2 separate regions of the Acanthopagrus latus genome follow, and region 2 is linked to region 1. The links are chromatin contacts, called in public Hi-C maps. All regions are on one chromosome and are shown on one strand. Each heading gives the region's core, a stretch centred on a gene start, on an enhancer-like site or on the middle of the called end of the contact. The rest is flanking DNA. Distances are from core to core; before and after follow the strand shown. Region 1 holds the start of eef1e1 (eukaryotic translation elongation factor 1 epsilon-1). Region 2 holds the start of tfap2a (transcription factor AP-2-alpha).

What was found. Hi-C and Micro-C count contacts between places; a contact is called where the count stands out from the background.
Region 2: a contact with region 1 is called in a Hi-C map of muscle, with 6 times the contacts expected there. The contact joins the promoter of tfap2a here to the promoter of eef1e1 in region 1. A contact is called at or near these places in 2 of 4 Hi-C or Micro-C datasets (liver and muscle).

The regions. Positions count from the first base shown.
Region 1 is chr19:9,708,667-9,714,970 of fAcaLat1.1, forward strand. It overlaps eef1e1 (eukaryotic translation elongation factor 1 epsilon-1), which reads right to left and starts at 2,125. Exons shown (of 4, transcript XM_037079576.1): 1 at 1,970-2,125; 2 at 1,094-1,291. The coding sequence starts at 2,053.
Region 2 is chr19:10,163,338-10,170,195 of fAcaLat1.1, forward strand. It overlaps tfap2a (transcription factor AP-2-alpha), which reads right to left and starts at 3,204. Exons shown (of 7, transcript XM_037079266.1): 1 at 3,047-3,204. The coding sequence starts at 3,079. mak (serine/threonine-protein kinase MAK) reads right to left here. Exons shown (of 17, transcript XM_037079249.1): 17 at 3,297-3,313. tmem14ca (transmembrane protein 14C) reads left to right here and starts at 6,656. Exons shown (of 5, transcript XM_037079272.1): 1 at 6,656-6,785.

The sequences.
Region 1 (6,304 bases), core at 875-3,374:
AATGAATGTTGTCTACCTGTCACATTTACAGTGCAATGATATTTATCAAAAACAAACAGCTGTCTGAAAGGAAGAAATCATTAAACCTGTAATGCAGCACATGGACATCGGTGCTCTCTGTAGACAGAAGAAAAAGTAAGAACATACCCCCGTACATGTGCAATATAATAGGCATTTGTTTCACATAACCAATGAAATAGTCCACATGTGTCTAACTTTGGGTTCAGGGCCAAATTGGTCTAGCTTGTCTGTCATCATATTACATGAGCGACGAGATGTTCACTTCAGAAACAAGTCTCAGCCTGAAAAACTATGAATTTCTTATTTGCATCCTGGGGTGAGAAAGTTTAAGGACTCCTGCAGTTGACAGTTTTTGTCTCTTGACAATTTAATGTGAGATGACTGGTGTGCTTGAAAGAGGAGTGTTAAGGACAGAGATAAAGCAGCAGGACAGGACAGGGGGCCACTGGGGACCAGAGCAGAGCTGCTCAGGGCGACTTCCTTCTGTAAGTGGCACCATTAAAATATTTAAGAGGCCTGTCCAGATAGCATGCTGCCACACAGCGTGACTCCTCAGCCATGCCACAACAGTGTGTCACGCTGAGAAAAGCGCACACACACACACACACACACACACACACACGCACACTTCACACTGACACAACAGTGCCAAGAGGCGCCCAGCGTCCAGAAGACCAGTGGCTGGTGATCCATTTCACGCTGACTGGCGTCAGGCACATTAAAGCATTTTTCTCTGTCATGTGGGGCCATGTCACTGAAGGGCCATACATCAGTCTGTATTCCTGTCGCTTGTGCCTTAACAAGACAAACACACGCACAGTGGCCTAGCTGGTGTGCAGAGATGGGGAATGTGAGAAAAAGTGAGATGCTGTGGCGCCTCTCAAAGGTAGAGATTAAAAACAAAAAAAAAAACCTGCAAAAAGTAAACTGAATTAACTGAATCAACTGCGTTCAAATCTGGGGCAAACATGGATACAAACACATTTACAGTCTACAGACACAACACAACAGCAATTTGGAAGAACAAGACATCAAAGACTTCAAGAGTTCTCTTGAATATCAGCATCTTTACCTTGAGGATGGTCTTCATGTCCTCCTTTGTGCAGCCGTCCAGCTTAGTGACTCTGTGCTCCAGCCACTGCTGCACCACAGCCCTGCTCTCTGCAGAGTCACCCAGCAGCTCCGGGCGCTTGGCCTCTTTGACCAGGTGACAGGCGATGGTCACCAGCCCCACCAGTGGAGCGCCATTATTACTCTGTAGCACAGGTACCTGCATGCAGAGGTGGGGCAGGGAGAGCACAGTGAGACAGAGAGGGAGAAAAAGAAGTAAAGAAAATGTGAATTTCATTTCAGGCATGCTTTTCACCTTCTTAAAGACTGACTTGAACACATTTGTGATAAATGTTTTTGGCTCTGAAGGAGTGTCTTATACGCACAGTGATATCAACATTCCACTTGATAAGGCAGATTAATTAAATGAGGCTGAATGTGTGGGTTAACATCAACCTTTCCCTTAAAGACTGAGCCATTTTCTCTCGTCAATACTTCAGGTGTCAGTCATGTCACAATAGCACAGTACTACAGAGTAACTGCAGCAGTGACAGCTCACCCCTCCTCTCACTTTACATATGTGGGCATGCGCAAAGCAAGGAGCTATTTCCATTGTGCTGAGCTGTGGATATCAGACAGCTGGCCCCAAATGTGCCTGCCTGAATGCTTGTGAAGTATCAGCCTACCTGATGTAAAATATCCGTGACAACCAAATGACAACACAAGCTAGATATGGCGCAGAGCCAAACGTTACATTATCAACACGCACAACCAGCGTGGTAGCATCATCTAGCTAGCCACTGTGTGCTAATTACAATAGCTTACAGCCTTCGTATATCATTAAAAACAGCGGTTTAAAGTCAAGAGTGGATGCCACTAACACGTCCGGCCATGTCACCTTTTTATCCCCCTGTGTGCTGTACTTGTTCGGCTTTTTCAATCCTAAAAATTTCTCCAGCGATGATAGCTCCCGGAGCGCCATGTTTCCGACCGTCGGAGGAGAAGTGCAGCGTGCGTGTGACCCGATTGGCTGAAAGTGTCAACTCCCGCCCAATACGTTTTGACTGACGGTGGATTTAACCAATAAAAGCACAGCAAGCGAGTCTTTCATCACATTGCATCAGTGAATGAGATGTTAAATAAAATAAAATAAAATAAAATAGAATAAAATAAAATGAAATAAAATGAAACATTATATTTAAAAAAATTAAAAGTGGGTAACACATAAGGGAAAACTTATAATAAATGAAACAGACTTAAAAAAAATCAATAATAATTATACCATAAATTATTTATTTAACAAATGTTTTGATTGATTGATTAGTTGCTAATAATGGGGGCCAGGGTGTTTGTGTTAGTGCACATTTTGTATACAGAAAAAAGCAGGAATTAAAAATGTTGGCTTTTCATTAAATCTACAGCAAAACTACAATAAACTGCAAACAAATAACACATCTACCCTATAGCCACTCTGGCAATCATGCTCACTCATGTTGGCTAAAATAATAGAAAAAGGCTGTAATGGATGGGAGATAAATGATGAGTGATATATATGAGTGTAAAAACAAACAACACAAAGCTGTAGTGGTTGGATCGGCTAGACTGTGCTTTGGGAGTATGTTTGACCACATCCCAAGACAAATAAAACTCATTTAATTTGACTTCACCAAACGCACACACAAACACACTCTGCACTCTATCAGAACAGTGTGCTGTTATTGAATATGAGCATCTCCCAGCATTGCTTAGGTGGGCTCAACTCTGTAATCCAACCCCCCAGCAGCATGGGATGAACTGATCAAAACCCAACGTTATGCAATTCCTGCCAGTTCCTAGTAACATGTCTGTTTTCTCAGAACCTCCCCATGAGGATTTGTGCTTAAATGGAATCAAAATGACAGTGGAAAGTCTGGAGTTTCAGTCTGAAGTCCTGAAGCAAATTTTCCCTGTCCTGTCTGTCTGTCTGTCTGTCTGTCTCCGTGGTGTGTCCTGGCTGTGACATTGTGTGTGTCGTGTCTGTTTAGATTTGGACTGTGCCTCTGCGATTCCTCCATAATGAAATGTCACCTGTCAGTCAAATGTGGGCTTATTAACTCCATACTGTCCAAGTGTGTGCGTATTTGTGACACCACAGAGAGTGACAGTCGGGCTGAGGTGTCGCACTACAAGCTTTCTCTCCGTCGGCAGCGGTCCCGCTTCGTAACAGTTTCACCTGGATGACAAGGCTCGAGGTGATGTCTGCAGAAATACAAATCAAAATCATATTTTGGATTTTTATTGACCTTTTTCAGACTGCAATAAAATGTGCAAGGGATGGGAGGGTAAGGGAGACAGAGGCTGGGGAGTCCAAACTGGAGCCCACTGTGACTACTTGTACTGCAGCCTGTATGAGGGCTACATTTACTTTCAGTGACTGGGCAGATTCATGACATGCTAGAGTTCAGATCTGTAAATACATTTAGGTAGACCACGATTTAAAAACACTGCTTTACAACTGAGAGTCCAATTTTGCTCAAGTAGTATTGAGTATACATACTTATGGTATGGTATGGTAAAAGTACTCATTAGGCAGGGATAATTGTCGCTGCTATATTAGATTATTACAGGTTATGCTTGTAAAAGTACAGTATATAGTCATTTAAAGTACAAATACTAATTTCAAGTACATCAGCTGAGTTCTGAATCCATTTCTAAAAGTTACTTTCCACCACTGGATTAGTGCATGGGAACACACTGTTCACAGGGGAACCCCTCGGCACATGTGACCAAATGTGAGTGAAAACAAACTGGAAATCTGCTTCAGGGAGTCGTCAACCAGCCGCTTAATTGGAGGAAATCATTTTCAATCCCGCACAACACAAAAGGCCTCTCCTCCCATATCAGACCATCTGATTTGCCACAGTGGGAAAAGCACAAGAAATAATAATTTCATCATCAAGGGTTCTGTTTTATGTGAGACAGAGAGTCATTTCATTTTGTTATTTACACCTGGGGTTTTCCTCCACTGTGACAGGTCAAAGTGTCCTCCATTTAAAAAAAAGGCCTTTGAGGGACAATGGCAAGATCAATTTATTCATGATGTTTTTCCATATGTCCATATTTGCCCCTTTTTATCCACACTTTTGTGAGTTATGTTTTTCCCTATGACGAGGACATGGCAAATGCAATGTTCTTTTTTCACATCAGCTGAGCAAGCAGGTAGCAGAAAATACAAATACACTACAGATACACAATATCTTTCTCCTGACTCTCCAAAGAGAGTAATTCTTCTTGCTGAGTAAAAGGTGCAATATGTAGGAACTGAGCTCAGCTAAAATTATCAACAGAATGTGAAGTAATAACTAAATAAATGTTGACACATTTGACTCAAAGGCGTCAGTGTTTTATGATAAAGAGATACGTACAGATGAAAACCTCCTTCTCCCAAAGCAAGCCCCTCCAAACACACTCTGGTAGTCTGGGTTAGCTGTCCGGCTAACTGAGCAAACAAGCTAACAGTGGCTACAGTCATGGATGTATAAAAATAATACAGTCAGCAGCAGGTAGTGGTTAATCCGGTGATATGCTAACTCTGTATGTTTGTCAACATAACAAGATAACTATGAGGAGTTTGATGTCATACAGGCAGCAGTTGTGCTTCAAGATCTGATCTGCTTTCGCTGATGTTCATTGCCTTGCACATACCCACATATCCGCATCTTTCCCTGTCACCGTGTGCTTAATGTGAGAGAACAGATGATATTTTTAAACCCAATTTGTTGAGAAAAAGCTGTCCGAGAAAGCAAATTAATTATAAGAATGAGTACGCAGACTATCACAAATGATTAGAGGCCATGGAGCAAGGTAAGGCTAATTCTTCCTTTTTTTTTTTTTTCCCATCCAACCTCCCATTTTTTTTTGCTGTTTGTTTATAGGATCCAGCACGTCATACACTTCTACCCTAGTAGGGCTCCCATAAATGCATGCCTGCAGCGTTAAAATGCGTCTCCTTTAACTAAATGCCTCCAAGCTGCCACATCCTGTCTGTACTCAGGCGGGCTGAGGACACCGATCCTCAGTGCCCAGGACTAACTGTAGCCTGTGGGAGATTGTGATACATAATCTGGGGTCACATTAGGAAGGAAATCTACAGTGGGGGTCACCGATAGTGCCGTGGGGCTTCCCAAGGCAGGCATAGCCATAAACACAGCCTCAGTCCTGGTAGATATATCCCCCCTCTGCTTAGTCTGTAGCTTACAATATGCTGTTACACTGATTTGTCTGGCTGGGGATGCAGGGCCACAGCCCCGCCTGTCTCCTCTGTTACCTTTCATGACCTGTGAAAGCTCCCTGACTGAATACTGTATTTTAACCGCACAGATGCTCGCAAAAAAGGAGAGGGGAGGGATCGGTTTTGAGTAGTCGACATGAACGCTGTCAGCACGGATCGGTGAAATTGCGTATCGGTGCTAGCGCGGAGTGAACACGGGGGACGGGCGCCAGGCGGCTGGGTGACAGTCTGGGAGAAGGCTGCGAGTTGTGAGATGAAGACAGACAGATGTATGGGGGTCAGAGAGCTGCCTGTACCTTCCGCTCCTGTCAGGTTTTGTTTTTTGATTTTATCTTGTCTGAAGAGACGGGGTGGGGGGCGGAGGGTGTTTTTGAAGAAACTAACACGAAAATAGATTTGTCTGAGTGGAAGAGTTTAAAGGTGCCGTACGTAGAAGACAAAGATCTTGGTTCATTTTCATTTTCCTCTGAGAACAGCTTGGTTCATTCCGTTATGGAAAAGATAATTCAAGAAATGTATATAAAACATTCCTGAGTTTGTAATATTATTACCTCATTGACTGGGTTTGGATCTCCTCTTCAAAACTGCATAGCGCCTCTTTAATTGCCATTTTTTGGTTGGGTCGCTTTTTGTAATAGCTGCCAAAACTAGTAATTCTGAAAGAGGTCTGTTTTCACCATATGATGTTCTCCTTGATGGGAAAACTGCCACAGACCGCTTGTCTTAACCACATTATCATCACATCGCAAGTATTTCTCAACATTTCTTTTCAGAATCAATGAATTCATTGGCCTGTTGAGTGTCTTCCCAAAAAACCCCTGGGTGACATCTTTAATCGTCTTGTTTTTTACCCCACGAATAGAAGTCCAAAAGTCAAAGACATTATTCCACTCTCACATGACACAAAAAAAGTAGCATTTGCTCAAAGTAGAGGAGGCAGCACTAGAACATCATTTGACATTT
Region 2 (6,858 bases), core at 1,954-4,453, 460 kb after region 1:
CTCCCCTTCCTGCTCAATCACGCATTTTTTAAAAAAAGAAAAAAGGGCAAGAAAATATTACGAAACAGCGGGGCTGTGACCGGATTTCGATTGCGAATTTTTCATTTCCTCGCGTCGAACGCCAACAAGAGAGGGGGGCCGAGCATTAGCCTTGTAAATTAAAACAAGCACCACAACTACAACACGGAGGTGGACAGCTTTTTTTTTTTTTTGTTTGGTTTGTTTTTTGTTTTCCTGTTCCCGGGCCGTCCCTATCGTCCCAGGACTCGGACGAAAAAAAAAAAAAAAAAGAACAGAAACACGTCCGACTGGCTTCTCCACTCTCAAACAAGTCCCTGATATTACTGCCAAAACTTTGCCTGTGTCCATAACAACAGTCACTGCGTGTATGCAGTCCACACACACACACACACACACACACACGCACAGGCACAATCTGACGAGCTCAAATTGCAGAGATATTAAAAATTGAAGGATGAAATGTCCAAGCCGCCAGTGAAGGCGGCTGTGTGAGCGCTTGCGTCTGCCATTCAGTTCAAATATGTATTTTTAATTAAACGCGTGGTAAGTGAGCACCGTCGTCTTTTTAAAAAAATTTTCACGTGTCATTTAAAATGTGACTGCAATTTTTTTTTTAAATGTGAATTTACAGAGAAATAAATAAACCACAGGTGTGATTTCACTCATGCAACTATATTCACATTTGTATCTAATATATATAAATATTAAACACAGCTGTTGTTACCTGAGTGCTCTGTAATAATGTTAATAATTATCATTATTATTATTACTGATGTTGGAAGTGTTGCCATTTTTTAAAAAAAAATAATGCATTATGATTATCCTCTAATTTCTCTCTACAAAATAAATACACCAACAAAGAAGAAGAAGCTCTCAGAGATGACATTTAAAATAAGACTTGGACCCGCTCGTCCTGCAGTGGAGCCACACGTGTTCACTAACAGCTGTCAGAAGAATGACAATACATCACATCCCTTAAAAAAAAAAATAATTATCTGAGCAGTACTTTCATTTTTTTTTTTGTCTTTTTTGTTCTTCCTTCAAGAAAATGAAATCAAAAATTAGAACAAATCAGAAAGAGGAAGCCCCTTACCTCGCAATCTTCATATTTAATGTTATCAGTTAATTTCCAAAGCATTTTCATGGGTTGCTGGGGTGGATATTGAGTGTAGGTATCGCCCTTAGTTTCTTGTTTTCACTCACTGAATTGTGCTCCCCCGCTCAGAAAAAAACTACTTTTTATTGAAGCTGTGGGCTGCCTGTCTGTCTTGCGCTCTGAGGTCTCCCTCTAATGGTGGAAGTGAAGGGCTGGAGCAGCTCTGTAATAACACTGGCACAGGGCCTCATTAGCATATCAACAGCCGTTTGATTCCCCCCATCTGCTCCACACACACACACATACACACACACGCACACATGCAAAAAAAAAAAAAAAAAAAGCACAACACCAATGGACAGCAGCGCACAGGTAAAAAAGACTAAAGCAGCAAGACGCTGCACATGCTTATAATTTCTACTGTTCACTCGGGTGTGTTTGTTGACGGGAGGGTTACAGAGTCAAGCGTGGGGACTTTTTTTTTTTTTTCCTCCACCGTGCACCTGGGACGCTCTCTCTTTTTTGGGGCGAATTGCTACAGGAATACACAGCACCTTTATAACGAACGACTGCGATTTTAATTCTTACCAAAAGAAATACAAAATAGCTCGGAAATAACTTTTTTTTTTTTAAACTGTTTGTATTGAATCGTGCGCGAAACCAGCATGCCTATGTAAATACGACCCTGTCACACACTATTTCTTCTTCTTTTCACCCACCACCCTTGATTTTTTTCTTTTTTCTTCTTTTTTAAACTCCCAAACTGTTATTTTAATCCCATTGAGAGTGGGGACCTTGAGAGGCTATTCTCTCAGTGTTATGGTAAAAAGGTGAGCCATTGGAAGCGGCTCTACAGGTCCACCGGCTACCTGTGAGGGCGTAGGGGGCTTTTGGAGGTGGGTGGGTGTAGTGGGGGGGGGCGGAATGTAAATAATTAACACAACAACATGGCCTTGTTTCATCTGAATGAGCGGCGGTGAGGGCCCGGCTCTGCCCTGACGCCGGCCGAGCCTTCACCTCAGCAGGTCGTGGGTCAGCAGACAGGTCGCCAGCTCTTTAAGGCGTTGGCCCCTCTCGCCCCCCCCTTCACATTTTTTTTTTTCCTGGATTACCATTTTTGGTGGAGTGCCCTGTTTTGTTTTGTTTTTTTTTCTAGAGCGGTTGTTATTAATGAGAATGGAGCGATGATACTGGCTGACAATGACAGCTGCATGTATGCATGCGGCGTGTGTGTGCGTGTGTGTGTGTGTGTGTGTGTGTGTGTGTGTGTGTGTTTTCTGGGGGTTATGTGTGACTGACGGCTGAAACTAAAAGTGTTAGTTTCTGCAAAGATCGTCTCTTAAATCACCCACTGCTCACAAAACAAGGCCAGTTTGTCAGAGGAGCGCAGACCATCCCATGCAGTGAGACTGTGGAGAAAGTCAGGCTGGGATGCTCATGAGTTTAAAAAGGAGCAAATATAAATACAGTCACCGCGAATTACATGTAGAAGGTTTTTTTTTTTTTTCTTACTTTAAAGGCGCAACAAAAGCTGCGTTTTCTGTTGTGGTTTTTTTTTAACGCCACATCACTTCACGTCTATGATCAGACACATCTGTATGGATCCGGACTGCCCGTGATTACAACAACCTCCTCGTTTCAAAACACCGAGGTGCACGATCTGACATGTAAGCTCGCATCACCGCAGACTCCCCCCCCCCCCCCAAATAAAATATCCTCAACTTCTCCCGTGTGATCTCCTGACGCGTAAAAATCCACACGCTTTAACGCAGGAGTCCCTCCACAAGCTCCCCTCAACCAAAGATCTGCACGGCGCCTGTGCAGCCTCATCCCCACAACAAGTCGACACTTTGACAGTTTTTCAAGGATTATGTTTTGTTCTTTCTTTCTCCACAGCCGTCTCTTTGTCTTAAAGTAAGCAGCACGTACCTGCCATTCCCCCATTTTGCCCATAATTGACATTCTTTGTCTTCTGCTGCCTTTTTTTTTGCCGTGGGGAGTGGGGGGGGGTAGGTTTTCTTCTTCGTGGTCGATCCCGATGCCGTGTCCTATCTCATCGAGCCTTCGGTCCCAGAGTAAAACCTTTTACTCTTTACCTGGACCGGATCGCCTCACCTGGCCATAAAAACGGTGTGGGGCCACCTGGTGACGCATGCGCACTGCTCCGGGCGTGGACGAGAAAACGGCAGAGACTACCTGGGAGGGGAAAAAATAAAATAAAGAAGCGAAATAGAGGCCTGAGATGCCACAGTTTGGTCTATAATGTCAGTGAGATGAGATTTTAATCCAAGAAAGATGATGAGAATGAACAAACAGAAGAAAAAAAAACATTTTATTTTTCTCGCTTATTTGAAGAAGATAAAGCATCCAGCACTCACCACAGCCATTGATATAAATAAAGACTATCCAACAGTAATTATATTTGCAGGTAATTGTATTTATAATCGTATAACATATATAAAACATATATAATAGAGTGGCGAATTATGTGCATCAGATGAATTAACATCAAAAATAATTAGCTGTGTATAACAAGTGAGAGAAGTGTTACTGTGCACACCAGCAGACAGGTGAGCTGTCATGCCACAGTTCTGGCCAACATGTCATTATTACAACAAGATAATATCCCTTCTTTAAAATGAAGGAGCAAAACCTAAATTGTTTAATAATCTGTTCGTCTTCAACAAATATCTGCTCCTCCTGTGGGCCAGTGAACCTTTCCATATATTCTTTGTTTTTGTTTTTTCTTCTTCACTTTTTTGCCTTTTACGAAACACAACAAAAACCACAACACGAATTCTCCAGTGAAAGTGTGTCAAGTTAAAAAAAAAAAGAGAGAGAGAGAAAGGAAGAAAGAAAAAACTTGAAGGTTAACTGCCAACATCATTACTTCTACTCAGAGAGCTACCCCACTATTGTGAGGCTCATTATTTATTTATCCACTGTTTATTTCTAATACATACTTATGTAGACCCCTCCGGCCAGGAGCGAATGAGCTCTCCCTCTCACACACACACACACACACACACACACACACACACACACACAGAGAGAGAGAGAGAGAGAGAGAGAGAGAGAGAGAGAGAGAGAGAGAGAGAGAGAGAGAGAGCAACACGTGCGCTCAAAGAGGTGATAATGGTCAAATCTCTAGTTTGAACCCTCGTTTCTCCTCTTCTAAGTTCCTGACGCGGCACACACAGCTGCGCTGCGTGGTTCCGTCACTGCACCACACACTTAATATTATATCATACACTTAATATACATGTGCGCTTTAATGCACTCAGAATACTGGGCAAACTTTCGACTCTCCGTTTTGCATTTCCTCCAATAAATCCTCCCCTACTTCTGTTTCTCTTTTTTTATTATTATTTGTTTGTTTTGCATAATTCCACACTGAATCTATAGATTTTCTTCCCGCTGTTAATATTTAAAACAAGCCTTCATGTTTTTTGACTTCAAAGGCGGACGCGTTTTAACTGCACACACAATACCTGCAGCTATACAGACCTCACCAGGACTGGACAAAGGAGAGGGAGGTGGTGGATGGTGATGGGGGATCAGAAATATTGTTTGGGGCTCTGCGCACTAAGGGAGGAGTAAGTTTTTAAAGCAGAGCTGTCTGAGAGTGGGTTTCTCTCAGACAAGAGCGGGGTCCCTTTTGAATATCCAGCCTGTTTGTCTAGGGCTTGGTTTCAACCACTTCCACCAGAGCACCGGGCCTCCGGGCAGCGTTCAGCTCCCTAAAACTGCGAGCTCTCTTTAATAGGCGTCGGCAACGGCTGCACCTCAGGCCATTTATGCAGCCGCTCAGTGTGGAGAAAATACATTATTATTATTATTATTATTATTATTATTATTATTATTATTATTATTATTATTATTATTATTATTAATTTGGTGGGAGTGTTGTGTGTGGCACTGGTCGAAAAGTGAATTTGCTGAGACACAAACACCTCGGTGCGTAATTTACGCACGGAGGCTGTCTTTGCCAAAAATGCTGTGAAACATTCAAGGAAGCTTTTCCTTGTTGTTTTTTCTAATATTGATCGGTGAGGGGAGGGGGTTATTCCTCGGCCCACAACTTACGGAGAAGTTGGACAATCATCATTGAAGAGAGGCCTCCTTTTTTTTGTTTTTTGATTCCTGTCTGCAGACTCGCACCAGCTGGACGCGTCTGACCGCTGAGGACAGTGACCATCCCGTCACCGCCGAGGGAGCAGAAGCCCCGTGTGGCTGCGTGATATTCATGACAGTGGTGTCTGTTGAGCGAGCAGAGGGGTTTCAGGCCCATATGAAAACGCGGCGCTGCAAAGAGTGATAACTTGTGTTCTAGCGCCACCTTCCTTCAGGATGAGCGTCAGGACGCGCCGCCGGTGGGTTTGAGACAATATTGCAGGTAATTAAAACCAAATGAGAGCGTGTGAGCTGCGAGAATTCCTCAAAGTGAAACGGCCAAACCGACTCCGGTCGACAAAGCAGGTGTTCAGAGGTGCCATGTGGAAATCTGGCAAATAAAAATATCTGGCCCTCGGGTCGAAATCGAGGAGAGTGTCAGGTTTGTTTATCATTTGACCATTACACAATTAGACGTCTCATTTCAGCCTCGCTTTTTGACTTTTACCCCTCTTTACTTTCCCATAAACTTTAATCACACTTTGGAAAACTAAACCCGATCATTTTCACGGTAATGAAATAACGTCTGAAAGCTGAGATCACTTATTCGGATGCAGCGAGAGGTGAGCCTCTGTGTATCCTCCTCCTGCTTCTGTGCAGACTGTTTCTGTTCGTGAAGCAAAACAACAACAACAACAACAAAATAATGAAATGAAATAAAGCCAAGTTAAAGTTTTAAGAACCGTCAGCGCGTCTTAAAACAGCTTAATCTGATCCTGTGGTGCCATCTTGTGGTCGTATAAAATAAATCCAGTGCCCACTCTGGCGTCTGGTCCCGGATGTGTTTAAAGGCCGATCAGTAAATTGAGACTGAATCTCAGAGCCATGTCGTGGCTCTGGAGTTTGCAGGTGGGCGCTGATGATGACTTTTTGCTTAACAGGGTTCATTGTCACCACTGGTCGTTCATCTCCAAGCGACAGAAGCTGTCATAGATGAGAAGCAAATGACTTTCTTTTTTTCTGCTGATGGGAATGGGAGACGGGGATGCTTTGCTTAAGGGCACTTAACCAGTTTTAGGGAGTGTGTCAAAAATAGAATGACTAACACACATGTTGAAATTAATTATCAAACGTACACACAAAACAAAAGAGTTCCGTTTTATAATTAAATGTATCCTTTTTAAATATGTATATAAACAGTATTAGAATCATATAATGTATAAATAAGAATAAGAACACGTGGAATCTGCTCTGTTGTCTGCATTTAGAGCAGACGTGCACATATTGGTAAACTTTTTCTTTTCTGAATTAAAAACAATAACGCTTTTTATCCCCCCTTGATTCCTTGCTTTATTTGCTACTATTATGTACTAATTGTAATTATGATATTTGAAGAAATTCCGCCTCCCAAGAACGCAGCACCTTGCTCCCAAAGCATCGGCGCCTACATTTCCCATCGGGCACCTCGCCGCCTATAGCGTGTGCGCCAGTAATCTCTGCCCGGTGAGGAACAAGCTGCCGTCGCTAGTGACAGAGGACAAACTGACAGAGCAAGGTTGTATGTTGCTACGTTTGTACGTCACGGTTTCACATTTTAGAGTTTTAGACGTTCAGAGCTGTAACTCTTA